Linked DNA regions of Mus musculus: all the other regions are linked to region 3. A link is a contact called in public HiChIP or PLAC-seq and promoter capture Hi-C data. All regions are on one chromosome and are shown on one strand. Each heading gives the region's core, a stretch centred on a gene start, on an enhancer-like site or on the middle of the called end of the contact. The rest is flanking DNA. Distances are from core to core; before and after follow the strand shown.

The links. Promoter capture Hi-C pulls out the DNA fragments that hold promoters and counts their contacts. HiChIP or PLAC-seq counts read pairs in DNA pulled down with a chosen protein or histone mark. Capture Hi-C pulls out chosen DNA fragments and counts their contacts.
Region 1: a promoter capture Hi-C map of adipose tissue shows a contact between it and region 3. The contact joins the promoter of Alox8 here to the promoter of Rnf227 in region 3. A contact is called at or near these places in 12 of 39 promoter capture datasets (the SN4741 cell line, cranial neural crest, embryonic stem cells and 6 more), 2 of 115 datasets of contacts at active chromatin or transcription factors (bone marrow-derived macrophages and effector CD8 T cells) and 3 of 9 other capture datasets (adipose tissue, liver and pancreatic islet).
Region 2: a contact with region 3 is called in a promoter capture Hi-C map of liver, with 4 times the contacts expected there. The contact joins the promoter of Trp53 here to the promoter of Rnf227 in region 3. A contact is called at or near these places in 9 of 39 promoter capture datasets (cranial neural crest, frontonasal cranial neural crest, hippocampal neurons and 5 more), 4 of 484 Hi-C or Micro-C datasets (CD8 T cells, embryonic stem cells, muscle stem cells and 1 more), 5 of 115 datasets of contacts at active chromatin or transcription factors (bone marrow-derived macrophages, craniofacial prominence, effector CD8 T cells and 2 more) and 2 of 9 other capture datasets (adipose tissue and pancreatic islet).
Region 4: a contact with region 3 is called in a FOXA1 HiChIP or PLAC-seq map of pancreatic cancer cells. The contact joins the enhancer-like site here to the promoter of Rnf227 in region 3. A contact is called at or near these places in 5 of 39 promoter capture datasets (cranial neural crest, embryonic stem cells, frontonasal cranial neural crest and 2 more), 1 of 115 datasets of contacts at active chromatin or transcription factors (pancreatic cancer cells) and 4 of 9 other capture datasets (adipose tissue, embryonic stem cells, liver and 1 more).
Region 5: a contact with region 3 is called in a promoter capture Hi-C map of hippocampal neurons, with 4 times the contacts expected there. The contact joins the enhancer-like site here to the promoter of Rnf227 in region 3. A contact is called at or near these places in 18 of 39 promoter capture datasets (the C10 cell line, the HPC-7 cell line, HPC-7-derived erythroid cells and 13 more), 2 of 484 Hi-C or Micro-C datasets (both in the G1E-ER4 cell line), 15 of 115 datasets of contacts at active chromatin or transcription factors (SST interneurons, craniofacial prominence, differentiating embryonic stem cells and 9 more) and 4 of 9 other capture datasets (adipose tissue, embryonic stem cells, liver and 1 more).

What each region holds. Positions count from the first base shown.
Region 1 is chr11:69,196,523-69,199,222 of GRCm38.p6, forward strand. It overlaps Alox8 (arachidonate 8-lipoxygenase), which reads right to left and starts at 1,321. Exons shown (of 14, transcript NM_009661.4): 1 at 1,141-1,321; 2 at 831-1,053; 3 at 503-584. The coding sequence starts at 1,287.
Region 2 is chr11:69,579,095-69,581,794 of GRCm38.p6, forward strand. Trp53 (transformation related protein 53) reads left to right here and starts at 1,265. Exons shown (of 11, transcript NM_011640.3): 1 at 1,265-1,421. It overlaps Wrap53 (WD repeat containing, antisense to Trp53), which reads right to left and starts at 155. Exons shown (of 10, transcript NM_144824.3): 1 at 1-155.
Region 3 is chr11:69,339,514-69,342,213 of GRCm38.p6, forward strand. It overlaps Rnf227 (ring finger protein 227), which reads left to right and starts at 1,283. Exons shown (of 2, transcript NR_027827.2): 1 at 1,283-1,545; 2 at 1,646-2,700.
Region 4 is chr11:69,470,431-69,473,130 of GRCm38.p6, forward strand. All of the region lies in intron 39 of Dnah2 (dynein, axonemal, heavy chain 2), which reads right to left. Among named protein-coding and RNA genes, the nearest start is that of Kdm6b, 56 kb to the left of the region's middle. Within about 2 kb of position 1,256, at least 74 of the 459 cell types and tissues checked have an H3K27ac peak or open chromatin away from gene starts, as enhancers often do. A contact at or near this core is called in pancreatic cancer cells, where this site is marked.
Region 5 is chr11:69,525,992-69,528,691 of GRCm38.p6, forward strand. All of the region lies in intron 4 of Dnah2 (dynein, axonemal, heavy chain 2), which reads right to left. Among named protein-coding and RNA genes, the nearest start is that of Dnah2, 22 kb to the right of the region's middle. Within about 2 kb of position 1,275, at least 80 of the 459 cell types and tissues checked have an H3K27ac peak or open chromatin away from gene starts, as enhancers often do. A contact at or near this core is called in SST interneurons, craniofacial prominence, embryonic basal ganglia and 6 more, where this site is marked.

The sequences.
Region 1 (2,700 bases), core at 71-2,570, 140 kb before region 3:
TTTACCCCCTTGAAATTCCCACCTACTGTAATTTCAGTATGTAGGTAGCTCTCTGCTCTAACTCTTTATGTTGAGCTGATAAGATGGAAAGCATCCCTGTCTGAGAGTTTCTGTACTGTCTAGGAATGGCTTTGAAGGTCACCCTTAATTGCTGGGAGTTCTGCCTGTATTTACGGGAGAAAGCAACAACCCCACCAGTGAGAGAAAAGAGAAACGGAAGCAATAACAACCACAGAGAGAGATGGAGAAGGCATAAGCCACAGGACAGGGTTGTTAGAGCAGTGGGTTTCAACCTTCAGTGGGTGCCAGCGTCACCAGAAAGGCTTGGAAAGAAGCCAGTCTCTCTGCTCAATCACATTCAGAGTCAGAGCTCCTGCGAATCTGCTTTTCTCTCAGTTGCCCAGTAATGCCAACACTACTGTGTCTGGGATTAGTCCTTGATTTGGCTCCTTCCCATCCCATAAGTGAGTCCTCCTGCAGGGGTCACTATCTCCCTCCTCACCTGTACATCTTCTGCCTGGACTCAAGCTCCTTCTGGCGCTGATCCTGCAGTGTAGGGTGATGGTCTTGCCAGGACACCTTTGCTGCGGGTGAGGGCGTGGATGGAAAGGATCCTCTCTTGATCTCTGGCTTCAGACTTTCTCCCTCCTACTGCTGTCAACCCACCAGTCCCCTCACCCCGGGTACACTTCTTCCACTGCAAGCTGATTGCCACCACCTCCTGCTTCTGCCAGTCCCCTCCTTCCTCCTCTGCCCTTTCCTGGTTTCCACTCCCCAAGCTTAGCCTGCGACACACTGCTGCGTGCCTCCCGCAGCCCCAGTCCCCTCACCTGCTCCCTCTCTCAGCACCAGCTCCCCCGCCCCTTCCAGCCACTGATAACAGGGGAAGTGGAGTGCAGCCCCAGGTAGCCACTCCAGCTCGAACCAGCGGCAGAACCAGGCATCAGAACGGAAAGACATAAGCGGGAGGGACACTTCCGGGGGTGCTTTGTGGACTCGCAGCATCAGCACAGTGCCTACGTCCTGGGGAAGCGTCACCTCGAAGTCTTCTTCCTAGGAGGGGTTGTTTAGTATGCTGAGGATGGTCCCCCTGGGCTGCCTTCCTCCACAGTCGCCATTGCCTGCTCCCCAAAAACTCACAGCACCGGCGCTGAACTCCTTGCCCAGATGGTCCAGAGGTACTAAGGGGCTCTCTCCGTGGGTTCCCACGATGCTGACAGACACTTTGTCCCATGTGCCAGCCCCACAGGCTTCCCCCGTGGATACTCTCACCCTGCATTTCGCCATCCTCCTGACCAGTTTAGCTCTCTACTGCAAGCTGGACTACCTGGCAGGGTGATTTAACCTCAGCGATGCCCCGCCCATCAGACCAGGTTAAGGGGAAATGTGTTCGCTACCCACTGAATTCCCCTTCAGCTTCCTTGCCATCAGGAAGAGCCTTAGAATTTAGGACAAGTAGTAGGTGGGTTGACACACTGAAACCTGGAGTCACAATGGGTGGCGCTGAGACAGGAAGTGGACTGAAGTCCACAGGGTGAGTTCCAGACCCAACTGGAATGTGGGGTACAAGTGTAAAATTTATTTACATGCTGTCTTAGCTTTAAATGTGAGTGAGGGTCCACTTCCCCATTCCTTTAACTCTTCCCACGCCACAAGGCTGCTTTCACTTCTTTAATAACTGATTTTGAGAGCCATCACTGGCCAGGACTATTAGATGCTGCCAGTGCGGGTCCAGGCAATACTCTAGCTTTGCCTGACTGTTTACTAAGGTCAAGTGCAAGGGGGAAAAGACATTCAAATGCTCTAAGCATGTATTAGAGTTTAGAGGATAATCAATGCTGGGGAAGATGTCAGTCACTGCTGATGTGAGAGCCTGAGAAGTTTGGCTCGAGAGAAAGGCCCTCAGAGACCCAGAGGTGGTGAGAGGTGAGCCCAGGGTATGTGTTTATGGGCACCAATTATTGGACTCAGTGTGTTATTAAAAGGAGGAGGATCTGAAGTTGGGAGGGACCTGAGGGAAGGTCGGGGAGAGCTGTAGGGGGGATGGGGTAGATATAGTCAAGTACATTGTGTGCATATGTGAAATTTCAAATAAGATATCAAGAATAATACTAAATATATGTTTTCAAGTGGTATGTCTAGGTAAGCTGTTTTACTGTTGGGGAATTGTCTGTGCAAAGGCCCTGAGATCACTGGAGAAGGGAAGGCAGAGCTGGAGTGAGTGAGAGGGATGTCAGAAGGAAGACAGTGACAGAGTTTGCCCTTGAGGGAAACAACAGATTTGGGAAATCCTCTTTGCTGTGCCCATTAGACATCCAAGTATAGTGGTCCCTATGGGTGCCTACCTGGAAGTCATGGCACAGGGATGTGTGTGAGCCCTAGGCTAAGAGAAGATCGCTGGAAAAGGGCAGTGGATTCAGGCTCCAAGTTGCTAAAAAATTTGAAAGTTTTGCAAAGAGGTAGAAGCAACCAAGATTATTCAGTATGTGTGTTACATCAGCTTTCTTGTTACTATCAAAGGGTGAAACCTTCGTGTTGGCTCCTAGGTTTGATGTCCTACTCCCTGGGGACTGATGTGGGATGACCCAGAGAAGAGTTATGGTGAATATATGCTAGGCTGACCTGGTTATAGACAAAGTAGCAATGACACAGTTCTCCCCACCCCCTACCACCACATTCCCCCTCCCCCTCCCCTCCTCT
Region 2 (2,700 bases), core at 15-2,514, 240 kb after region 3:
CGCTGAGCCGGCTACCAGCTGCCGAGGCTAGAGTGCATTACCGTTCCCAGGGATGCTCAGAGACCGGAGTCCGCTTTCCTCTTCCGGAAAATGTAAGCCGAACCTAAAGCAATCACCAGGGAACGAGTGTCCAAAGCCAAGCGCCTAGGGTCGCTAGGCGCCGCCAGGGCTTCTTGCTCTCGCGGGAGTCGGGCCACCTTCCGATAGGCTCTCCGCATCCTCCTCCGATTCCGAGCGGGAAGGCGGGAAGGAACGACTTTGCCTACACCTCAAGCGCTGGAGAATTCCTAGAGGTTTCTGGGAGTTGTAGTCTGAACTCTGGGCCTTGGCGAAAACTACACGAGCGCCCCCTACCGTCCCCTGGGGGTAATTCTTAAAGCGCCTATCCTCCCTGGCCTGCAGAGGGCGCATAATTTCTACAGTTTTTGCCCCTCTTGACTATCTTGTTTTGAATCCCGTAACCTCAGGTTTCCTTTCTCCCCATCTCTCCCCCCTTCTTGTTCCTCTCTTTCCCTTTCTCCCCCGCCCTCCCTTCATTCATTCGACATTTATTATCAAGTTCTTACTGCCTAACCCAGGACTATACAAGGCATTGGGAAAAAAATAGCAATGTTTTCTAGTTCTTAATCTCCATAAAGTTTTCGTTGCTGTGCAATTAAAGGCTGTGAAAACAGTCTTTACAGAGAGTGATAAGGACTGTACAGGAAATTAAACACGGTGGTGCGATACCAAGTATCTCGGAGAACACGTTAGATTGAGATACTATGAAAAGCCTTTCTAAAGTGACATTTTAGCTAATGAGGGGAAAAAGAACTTAGGGGCCCGTGTTGGTTCATCCCTGTACTTGGAAGGCCTAAAGCAGGAAGACGGCCGCGAATTCCAGGCCAGCCTTGGCTACAAAGACTCTGTCTTAAAAATCCAAAAAGATGGCTATGACTATCTAGCTGGATAGGAAAGAGCACAGAGCTCAGAACAGTGGCGGTCCACTTACGATAAAAACTTAATTCTTTCCACTCTTTATACTTGACACAGAGGCAGGAGTCCTCCGAATCGGTTTCCACCCATTTTGCCCTCACAGCTCTATATCTTAGACGACTTTTCACAAAGCGTTCCTGCTGAGGGCAACATCTCAGGGAGAATCCTGACTCTGCAAGTCCCCGCCTCCATTTCTTGCCCTCAACCCACGGAAGGACTTGCCCTTACTTGTTATGGCGACTATCCAGCTTTGTGCCAGGAGTCTCGCGGGGGTTGCTGGGATTGGGACTTTCCCCTCCCACGTGCTCACCCTGGCTAAAGTTCTGTAGCTTCAGTTCATTGGGACCATCCTGGCTGTAGGTAGCGACTACAGTTAGGGGGCACCTAGCATTCAGGCCCTCATCCTCCTCCTTCCCAGCAGGGTGTCACGCTTCTCCGAAGACTGGGTAAGTAATTGATGAGCGTGACGAGACCTCTCGGTCACTGGCTCTCTCCGTTTGCATCCATAAAACTAGAGAAAACCGTGGGGTTTGGGGGTGGGGCAGTGGGGGGACTCAGCGCGATGGAGATGGGCGGAATGGAAGCTTGGCGGGCGGGATGAACGGGAGTGTATATGTCAGATGCTGTAGTGAGGGTAGCTGATGATGATGATGTTAGGACCGACGAGCCTCACTGTCATGCACCTGCAAAGTAGAGCATATAGGGACCACTGAGATGGCCTAAGGGGTTTTCTCTCCGCTACGCGTTGTACACACTTATCTGCCCGCTGCTAGGTGATGGAAGCTCCGGAAATAACATGCACAAAGCACCAGGATTTAAGATTTTTCGAGATTCATAGCTTAAGACTTAAGACCCCCCATAGCATCCTAATGAAACCCTGGGTTCCGTTCCTGGATGAGATCGGGGTGATCCGGGGAGCCTTAGCTGCTAAGGTCCCGCAACTTCCGGACCTTTGTCCCTGGAGTGATTTCTTTTTTTTTCCAGCCGCTTCTCGACCCTGCTAGATGAAGAAAATCCAAGAAAAGCCTGAAGCACTAGCGGTGCTAGCCAGAAGTATTTGCCCTCGGGGCCCGACTCAGCCTCTTGGTCTGAAAGGCCCGCCGGCCCTGTTATTGTTTGGCTCCTTTACGTTTCTGCCGCTTGCAGGAGCATTTCCGGTTTCTTGTTTTCGGAGCAGATCACTGCTCGCCCGGCGACGGGGGAGTAGCGAAAGGGGAGAAATGGATTCTAGGCTGGTTCTGTGGTTTGAGGAGGAAAACTGCTGTCCTCGACATCTTATTTTTCTGGATTACTTGGTTATTGCTTTTGCAAAGGAGGAGGTGTTTATTTAAAAGAGTGCGCCGATAGGTCGTTTCTTCCTGCCGGAAAAGCAAATTACCGAGTATCCGGTTTTAGGGTGAGCCATTCCCTTGCTTAACGCATTCCGCGCGTCCTGAAAGCGGAAGGGGCGGGCTTGGGCCCCGGGCGCCCGGCGGTCCTAAGTGCAGTCAGCCCGCACCATCCGGTTCTTCCCAGCGGGAGGTGGCGGGACTCTGCCTGGGCGTGGGCTATGCCTGTCCCCGCCACTTCAATTTTTAGAACAGGTCATTTCATTACAGTTTCTTATCGCGCACCAGACATCGTGCGTGCCTTTTTTTCTTTTGTAAAAATACTATTTCCACACTGCACTTGGATCGGGAAGTAAATTTTTTTGTCCATCTGAAGATTTAGTTTCGGTCTAAAGAA
Region 3 (2,700 bases), core at 33-2,532:
GATGAAGAAATCAAGGCCCAGAGAAATGAAGTAACTTGTCTGTGGGTGTCACAACTAGGATTTGTTCTTGAGCCAGCTGTGTCAAGACTGTGTTATTATCCTCCGCAACAGAGCCTGGGTTCGAGAGGCTGAGGAGGCAGCTTGGGTGTGGGTGCCACACCGTGAGGGAATGTGGGCTGTGAGTACCACGTCCTGTTTACCTGTGGGAGAAGTCAGACCCCTGAGTCAGAAGTCACGCAGAGCTGCTTCGTTTCCACCATCATGCTGTGTGGGTGTCCAAGTCTGGATACTCCGGAAGGAAAAGATTCCCAGCATTCCTAAGGCCATGCTCCTGGAATCTAGGTCCCTCCTTGTGCTGAGGTGTTAGCTGGACTCAAACTCTCAGAGGGGGTAGGGGGAGGAATTTGAGGGAGCCAGCCTTCCAAAGAACCCAAGAGGCCATGTATAAAAAGGAGAGGCGAGGGCAGAGTGAATTATGGCTGGGCACAATCCAAACATCCAGAAGACCAATTAAAACTGGGCAGAACCAACAGTAAACCTGGCATATGTTGCCTGTTTGTGAGGGGAAGGGCAGGAGGGGATTGTGAAAGAGTATGAACATGTGACAAATAGGCCAACAGGGCCATATAGACTTGTGCTAGTGACTGTGTGCAAGAGGAGACCTGGACACCTGCATCAGGTAGGTTTAAGTGACAGCGCTAGTGTTTTGCTGGGGGTGAGGAGTCCGCCATGGAGGCTGTGGGTGGAGCGTGCCCCCCTCTTCCCTCGGGTAATTCTGGCATTGTCCTGGGCATTCAGCCCGCTGCATCCCCACTCGCAAGTCCAGCCTCGCGCCTCTGCCGCCCCAACGCGTGCCTCGGAAGGGAGCGGCCCATCTGCGCGTGACGCCTCGAGGGCGGGGCCTCACTATTAAAAGGGGACAGAGGCGGCGGCGCGGGCCCCAGGCCCCTGCCCTGGCCCAAGGAGGGCTCATTCGTTCTGTATCCTAGCCGCCTAGAGATCGAAGCCCTCGGGCCACGGTGACCACGATGCAGCTCTTGATGAGAGTGCCCTCTCTTCCCGAGCTGGGTGAGCTGGACTGCAACATCTGTTTCCGACCCTACAACCTCGGGGCCCGTGCGCCCCGCCGCCTGCCTGGCACGGCGCGCGCCCGCTGCGGCCACACGCTGTGCACAGCTTGCCTGCGCGAGCTGGCAGCGCGGGGCGACGGCAGCCGCACGGCCGCGCGCGTGGTGCGCCTGCGCCGCGCTGTCACGTGCCCGTTCTGCCGCGCGCCTTCCCCGCTCCCGCGCGGCGGCGTCACGGAGATCGCGCTAGACCCTGTCTTGTGGTCACGGCTGGAGGAAAAAGCCCGGGCTGAGCGTGAAGGAGACCCGATGGGGAGCCCGGCCAAAGACAGCGGAGAGGATGGAGAGGACGACGACGGGGAAGCGGAGAGCGAGAAGGGGGCGGGACCTCCAAGTGCGGGTTGGCGCGCGCTTCGCCGAATTTTGGACAGGGTCCTGGCGCCGGCACGCCGCTTGCGGCGTCCGTTGCCTAGCAATGGTGAGGGGCGGCCTAGGGAGGATACTGGGTACATTGCACCGAAGAATGCTGGGTCAAGTTGCATCCTCCTGTTGCCACTAACCCTTCTTCTTTCCTCCAGTGCTCTACTGTCCAGAGGTCAAGGACATTGCCCACATGACCCGTTGTACGCTGTAACCAAGGAACCCCAGAGCTATGGCAGAAAGCAGGTGGGAGCAGCATCCTCAGGCGTGCTCTGACACAAAAGGTTGATGTCAAGACTACCTGGAAATCAAGGCTGATGCTGGAATTGGTACATGCGTGATGGAGATGGAGCTCAACAGAAAGGACCCTAGATGGTGTGGATTCTGAGCGGCGAAGGCTCCTAGACTGTGCCAGCATTATATTTTCAGGATGGAGTGGCCAAGGGATAATAGAAACAAAGCCTACCATAATGTAGGAAGAAAAAAAAAATAACAAAGCTTTGGCGTTTGTTCAGAGTCTGTGGTGTAAGCAAAGGATCCAATTTTAGCAGTGGTCTGTGGTTGACAATGTGTACTGTGGAAAAAAGGACAGGACAGGGGATAAGCTAATTTATATGTCATGTCAATCTCACTTATCTGGTTGTGTTTGCTGGCATGCCATCTTCCCACTCTTGTTACCGTGCTCCAGCAATTACTGAGTTGACTCCCTGCTTATGATTGGGAATCTTGCATATACAACCTCCCTTCAGCTGGATAGGGCAGGTATGAAAACATCCAAGGGGCATTTATTTACATGAGGCCTTATTAAAGGCTTATCAAAGATGGGTGAGCCATTTGATAAAGGAAGCAAAATTTAGGCCTTTGTTATCTTTACTGACTCTGTAGCAATACTGGGGAAAAGAAAAAAAAAGATGCTCACATAATTTTAATTTGTGTCCCATAATGGGACATTGTTTACTGTATGTAGTTAGTTCTATTCTAAAGTCCTGTAAATATCTTACTGTAGACTTAAAATCAAGACCAGCAGTGTTGGTTGGTCTCACAGCTTGCTAGAAATGCAGAATTTCAGGACCCCAGTCCACATTCCCCGGTAGTTTTAGAATCCCAGGTATGTGTATGTAAGTTAAGAATCACTGGTTTAGCTCTTAGTCACTCTGAGATGGCATCATCAGCTGTAGGTGGAACATTTAAAACACTAGTGACGCATTAAAGT
Region 4 (2,700 bases), core at 6-2,505, 130 kb after region 3:
AGTCTTGGTGGCCCAGGCTGACCTGAATGCATAGAGGGGACCGGCTATCCTCCTCACCCCCAGAGTCCCTGTGTCTGCAGAGATGCCCACCACTCCCCAGCAGAGGCCATTGATGGTTTGCTTTGTATTTCCTCTCCTTGGCCTATCTATTTCTCCACCAGGCTCTTTCTTGTTTGTTCGGGTTCTTTTGTTAGGGAACCTAGGCCCTGCAGGTAACCAAGTCCTAAGCAGATAGGTATGCAAGCCAGACAAGGACAAGCCCAGCCCCAGCACACCCCCTACACACACACACACACACACACACACACACACGCACACGCACACGCACACGCACACGCACACGCACGGTGGGGTGCAGGCTGGAGGGAAGGGGGGTCAGTCTCACTGCCATCACCTTTTCTGGGTCACACATTAACTAAGCCCCCACCTCCTATCGAGAGTGACTCCTGCCGTGTGGCGTGAATGGCAATGTGCCCAGTCCCTTACTTCTGTCGCAGACCATAGGTCACACATCATACATTGACTAAGCCTGCTTCCTTGTGATACAAGACCACCCCTCTTCTCAGAAACCCTTACAAAGTAGACTCCTTGCTTCTCCCAGGGCTAATACTTTCCTTCAAACTCTTTACCATACTGTCTGTTGCCCTGCATTTAAAAAAGTCTCTTGTCTCAGGGATTTGGCTCAACATCCCCTCTCCTCCCTTGCCTCCTCCCTCCCACTAGTAACACCTAATGGCCTTCCTACCAGAGCTCTTCTCTCAGGTTGTTCAGCGAGCTTTGGTTTTCCTTACATCATCCATTCATATTCATATTCTCTCTCTCTCTCTCTCTCTCTCTCTCTCTCTCTCTCTGTCGTGTGTGTGTGTGTGTGTGTGTGTGTGTGTGTGTGTGTGTGTGTATTCTAGACCAGGCTACCCTCAAATTCCTTATGTAGCCAAGGTTAGCCCTGAATTCCTGATTCTCCTACCTCTACTCCCATTTTCTGTTTATATGGCTGGGTGTGTGGGGCTCCTGCAGGCGACAGTGCACTTGGGATCTTTATGCCATGTCCCTGTCATTCTTCTTGGGTCAGAAGAATTCCCCGGAGAGAATGAATACTTTCACTTGCCTGTCTGGATGCCTCAATTCTTTAAGCCGAGAGATGAAAGAAAGCATCTAGTCTGCAAACGTTCCCTCAGTACTGGTTAATCTGACTCATTCCTCTCCTGCCTGCTGTTCCTCAGGCTCGACACCTCTACTCAGCAGGGGAGGCTCTGTCACCCGGGGCCATTAAGACACCAGATCTTAGAGATACAGCTCCTTTCTTCTCCTGGGACAGAGTCCTGTTACACAACTCTAGCTGGCTTCAGCGAACAGCTCCTTTTCCCAACCTCCATCCGCAGCGGTCAGGCTGGTGCTGCCTTCAGGGCTCTTCTGGACTGAGCTCCTCCAGAAGCCATTCTTCCCTTTGCTCCCACCAGTCGCCTGGGGGCACTGACAACGGACACCCCCTTCTCCTGCCCTGCAGGTGAAGCTTGAGACTTTACACCATAGAGTGAATGCTGACTGTGGACAGCGTGAGGCTGAGCTGAAGAGACTGCAGGAATCCTTTGACCCCCTCCCTGCCACCACCAGGGCTTGGACAAGCACAGATCTTCCTAGGTTGTAAGTTGTCCTTCCCATCAGTTGATGGGGAGGGTGAGTCCCTGTAGCCTGACTTCTATAACAGTGGGCTTTACGTTGTTCCACCTTCAGGCTTGGGCTGCTTGCCTTCCAACTCCTGGTGCCTTAGACTGACAAAATTCCACGGCAGGAAAACAGCATTGGAACCTACTTGCCTCACAAAGTCCCTTCACTCACTGTCACCACACCAAGGCCCCTAGAATTCTTGCCATCTAAGCAATGTAATAAAAAAGGACATATTTCTTTGAATTTTTTAATCCAGCATTTAGCAGTTTCAACTGAAAGGACAGCTCAGAGTGTGTGGACGAACACGAGGAGGGGACGCCTCTGCCCCTCCTCTGTTCCTCTGCTCTCACACACCACAGAGCTCCCAGAGACTCTCTTCAAAGTTCCCACCATGAGGACAGGAGGCGAGGTGGGCGAGGGCTAGTGGATCCAGTCAGGGTAGCTGGGCTTTCAGTGATTTCAAGGATCTGCTGAGTTGAAGTTACCTGAGCCCGACATGGTGACCCATGGTGAGGCAGTAGGCCAATCAACCCCTGTTAGCAGGAGGCCAGCCTGGTCTATATAGGGAGTTCCGGGTGGGTCAGCCAGGGTTACATAGTAACACCCCACCTCTAAATTAATTAATTAAGTAGGAAAGTAAGTAAGTAAGTAAGTGTCGGTGAGCCAGGACTCCAGAAGGAGATGAGTCAGAGAGGAAGCTGTTTGTGTGGGTCCTAGGTGGAGCCAACTGTGTCATTCAAAGTCACACCTAATGAGTGACAGAAGTTCAGGACAGTCACACTTCCTGTTCTCAGATGCACAGTTACTCATGAAATCAGGGAGCCTGATAAAGAGTAAATACTGAGCCAGCAAGAGGGAGCAGCGAGTAAAGGCACCTGCAGCCATTCCTGACGATCCAACTCTGATCCCGGGGACCCAGCTGGTGGGAGGAGAGAACCGGTTCCTGTAAACTGTCCTCTGACCTCCACATAGACACACACAACTCAAAATAACGTTCTTTTTCAAAGGAGGTGGGGCTGGGCTGGAGAGATG
Region 5 (2,700 bases), core at 25-2,524, 190 kb after region 3:
TTTTATTTTCAAAAAACTCCAACTCGTAGAAAATTTTCAAGAAAAATAAAGTTAACAAAATATCCTTGCCTCCTGGATTCAATGTCAATGCTCCATCTGTCTGTCCCCTCTTTATACCTGAGCCTTTGTGAGCTGCAGGCATCCAGATGCCACACCCTTAATGCTTGGCCTGTATCTTCTAAAATTACTGTAATTATGGTGATAGAAAAATTTATCTAATACAATATATGTCCACATTTAACTTCCTCCAGTTGTCCAAATGATGTCACGTATAGCTGGATCTCTTCCTCCCCATCCATATCCCGCCCAGGGCTATCCATCGTCTTATTTTGTTGTTGCTGCTGTTTCTCTTCTGAAACAGGGTCTCACTATGTAAGCCCTGGTCTAGAATACACTGCTACATAAATTAGGATGGCTTTCAACTCACAGAATCCTTCCACCTCTATCTCCCTAATGCTGAAATTAAAGGTATGTACCACCATGCCTAGCCTCTGTGTGTGTGTGTGTGAGAGAGAGAGAGTGTGTGAGTGTGTGTGTGTGTGTGTGTGTGTGTGTGAATGAGTGAGTGTGTGTGTGTGAGTGTGTGTGAGTGAGTGTGTGTGTGTGAGTGAGTGTGTGTGTGTGAGTGAGTGTGTGAGTGTGTGGTGTTTGAGGTGCATTTTTGTTTGTTTGTTTGTTTGTTTAGGTTTTTTTGGTGGGGTATAGACAGAGTTTCATACTCAGGCTGGCCTGGAACTCCTAATACTCCTTCCTGCCTCTGTTTCCTACAACCTCCTTTCATTTCAACAACTCCTATCCTTTGCTATCCTCTGTGTGTGTGTGTGTGTGTGTGTGTGTGTGTGTGTGTGTGTGTGTCCTCCTGTTTTAGCCTCTCAGGTGACAGGATTACAAGCATGTACCATCATGTCGGGCTTTCTCTTTTACGTTGTACTATCAATCACTCTAAGAATCAAGCCAGATGTTTTTCAAATGTCCCTTAATTTGGATTTATCTAAATGCTTGTTATTAGGTTGAAGCTAAATGTTCTCGGTGGAACGCCATAATGTTCCCCAGAACTGGCATCCTTACATTTCAGTGCTGAAACTAAAATGCACGCTGACATTAACGTGAGAGGCCGTCGGTAAGCAGCAACAGCGCAGCCTTCTCACTCCCAGACGCCGTTCCTTGTGCATCTCAGGAAAATTCTTTGTATGTTCTCTCTAAATCCACACTGTGACGGCTGTCTACTCCTGCAGCTGGGCTGTGCCCATCCCTCGTGTCTATTCGCGTCTCCCTAATTGCATTAATGTGTCCGGCCTTTTCTTTCTCATGAACGGCGGCTGCCTCAGCCTTGCGCTCAGTCGGTGACGGATTTTCAACCACAGCTATTCAGTTCCCCGCCATTTCTCATCTGGTTTTGTAGCACGCTGCCTTATTCGTTCCCTAAGATCCGTGCCCCACCTCCCCCTTTCATCTCCTTCCACCTTTTATCATCTCGTAGAGACTGAATTCATGTTGGTATCGAGTTGCACCGTGGCTGTTGTGAGGAGCCTCCTTCCTTGGGTTAGATCTCCCTCCTGTATACGCGCTTTGTTCTTTTTTTTTTTTTTCTTCCCTTTGTCCTTGGTATAATGTGCCCGCCGTTGCCATGCAATTTCGCCCCATTTTGCTCATGCCTGAGCAGCTTTGTCAATTCACTCTTTTGGCTCTAGCACACTGTGGGCGACTTCTTGATGCCCCACTGGGAGAGGCCAGTTTATTTTGCCTCTTGAAGGTAAAGTGAAAGGATTAGGTATTTTATGTTATTCTCTTTTCTGTAGCCTGAGAGACTTGTGTGAGGAGGGGCACGTGGTTAAGGCTAATTTAAGGCAATAGCAAATCTTTGTTAAATGACAAACCTCTTGGGGGATGTTTGGAATGCTCCAAGGTTTTCCCCCAACCAAGTGCGGGAAGAGAAGGAACTTGGAGCTTCAGCACAGTTTAGGGTTCACACCTGTTTGTGAAATTCACTAGATTTGATTATGCCTTTTCCCTGTGTTCTGTGGATCCTGGGCTGTGAGCTGCCTTCATGTCCCAGGTCTCACTCTTTGCCCCTTTTATCAGATACTAGGTTATGGACTCCCCCACTCCCACCTCTACCCCTGCCCCAGTGAAGAAGGGTTTATTTTGGCTAACGGTGTGACAGGGCACAGAGCATCACAGTGGAGAAAGGCGTGGGCATGGCAGGAGGAGACACTCCTTGGAGTCTAAAATCAGAATGCCGAGAGACATGACTCTTTTTTTCCCTTTCTGTGCTGGGGATTGAGTGCAGGGCCTCCTGAAGGTTCCACTAAGCTACTGTGCGTAGTCATTTTTTAAAGGAAGTTTAAACTAGCCACCCTAACCTGGAGAATACAGTAAAATCTCTCATCTACTGTTGTAGCAAGTTAAATGGATCTGTCTCTCTCTCTCTCTCTCTCTCTCTCTCTCTCTCTCTCTCTCAAGATTTTATTTATTATATGTATGTGAGTACACTGTCGCTGTCTTCAGACACACCAGAAGAGGGCATCAAATCCCACTGCAGATGGTTATGAGCCACCATGTGGTTGCTGGGAATTGAACTCAGGCCCTCTGGAAGAGCAGTCAGTGCTCTTAACCTCTGAGCCATCTTTCCAACCCACTCATATCTATTTTTATACATTCCTTTAATGCTGCTATTCATCATTTATACTCCTGCCCTAG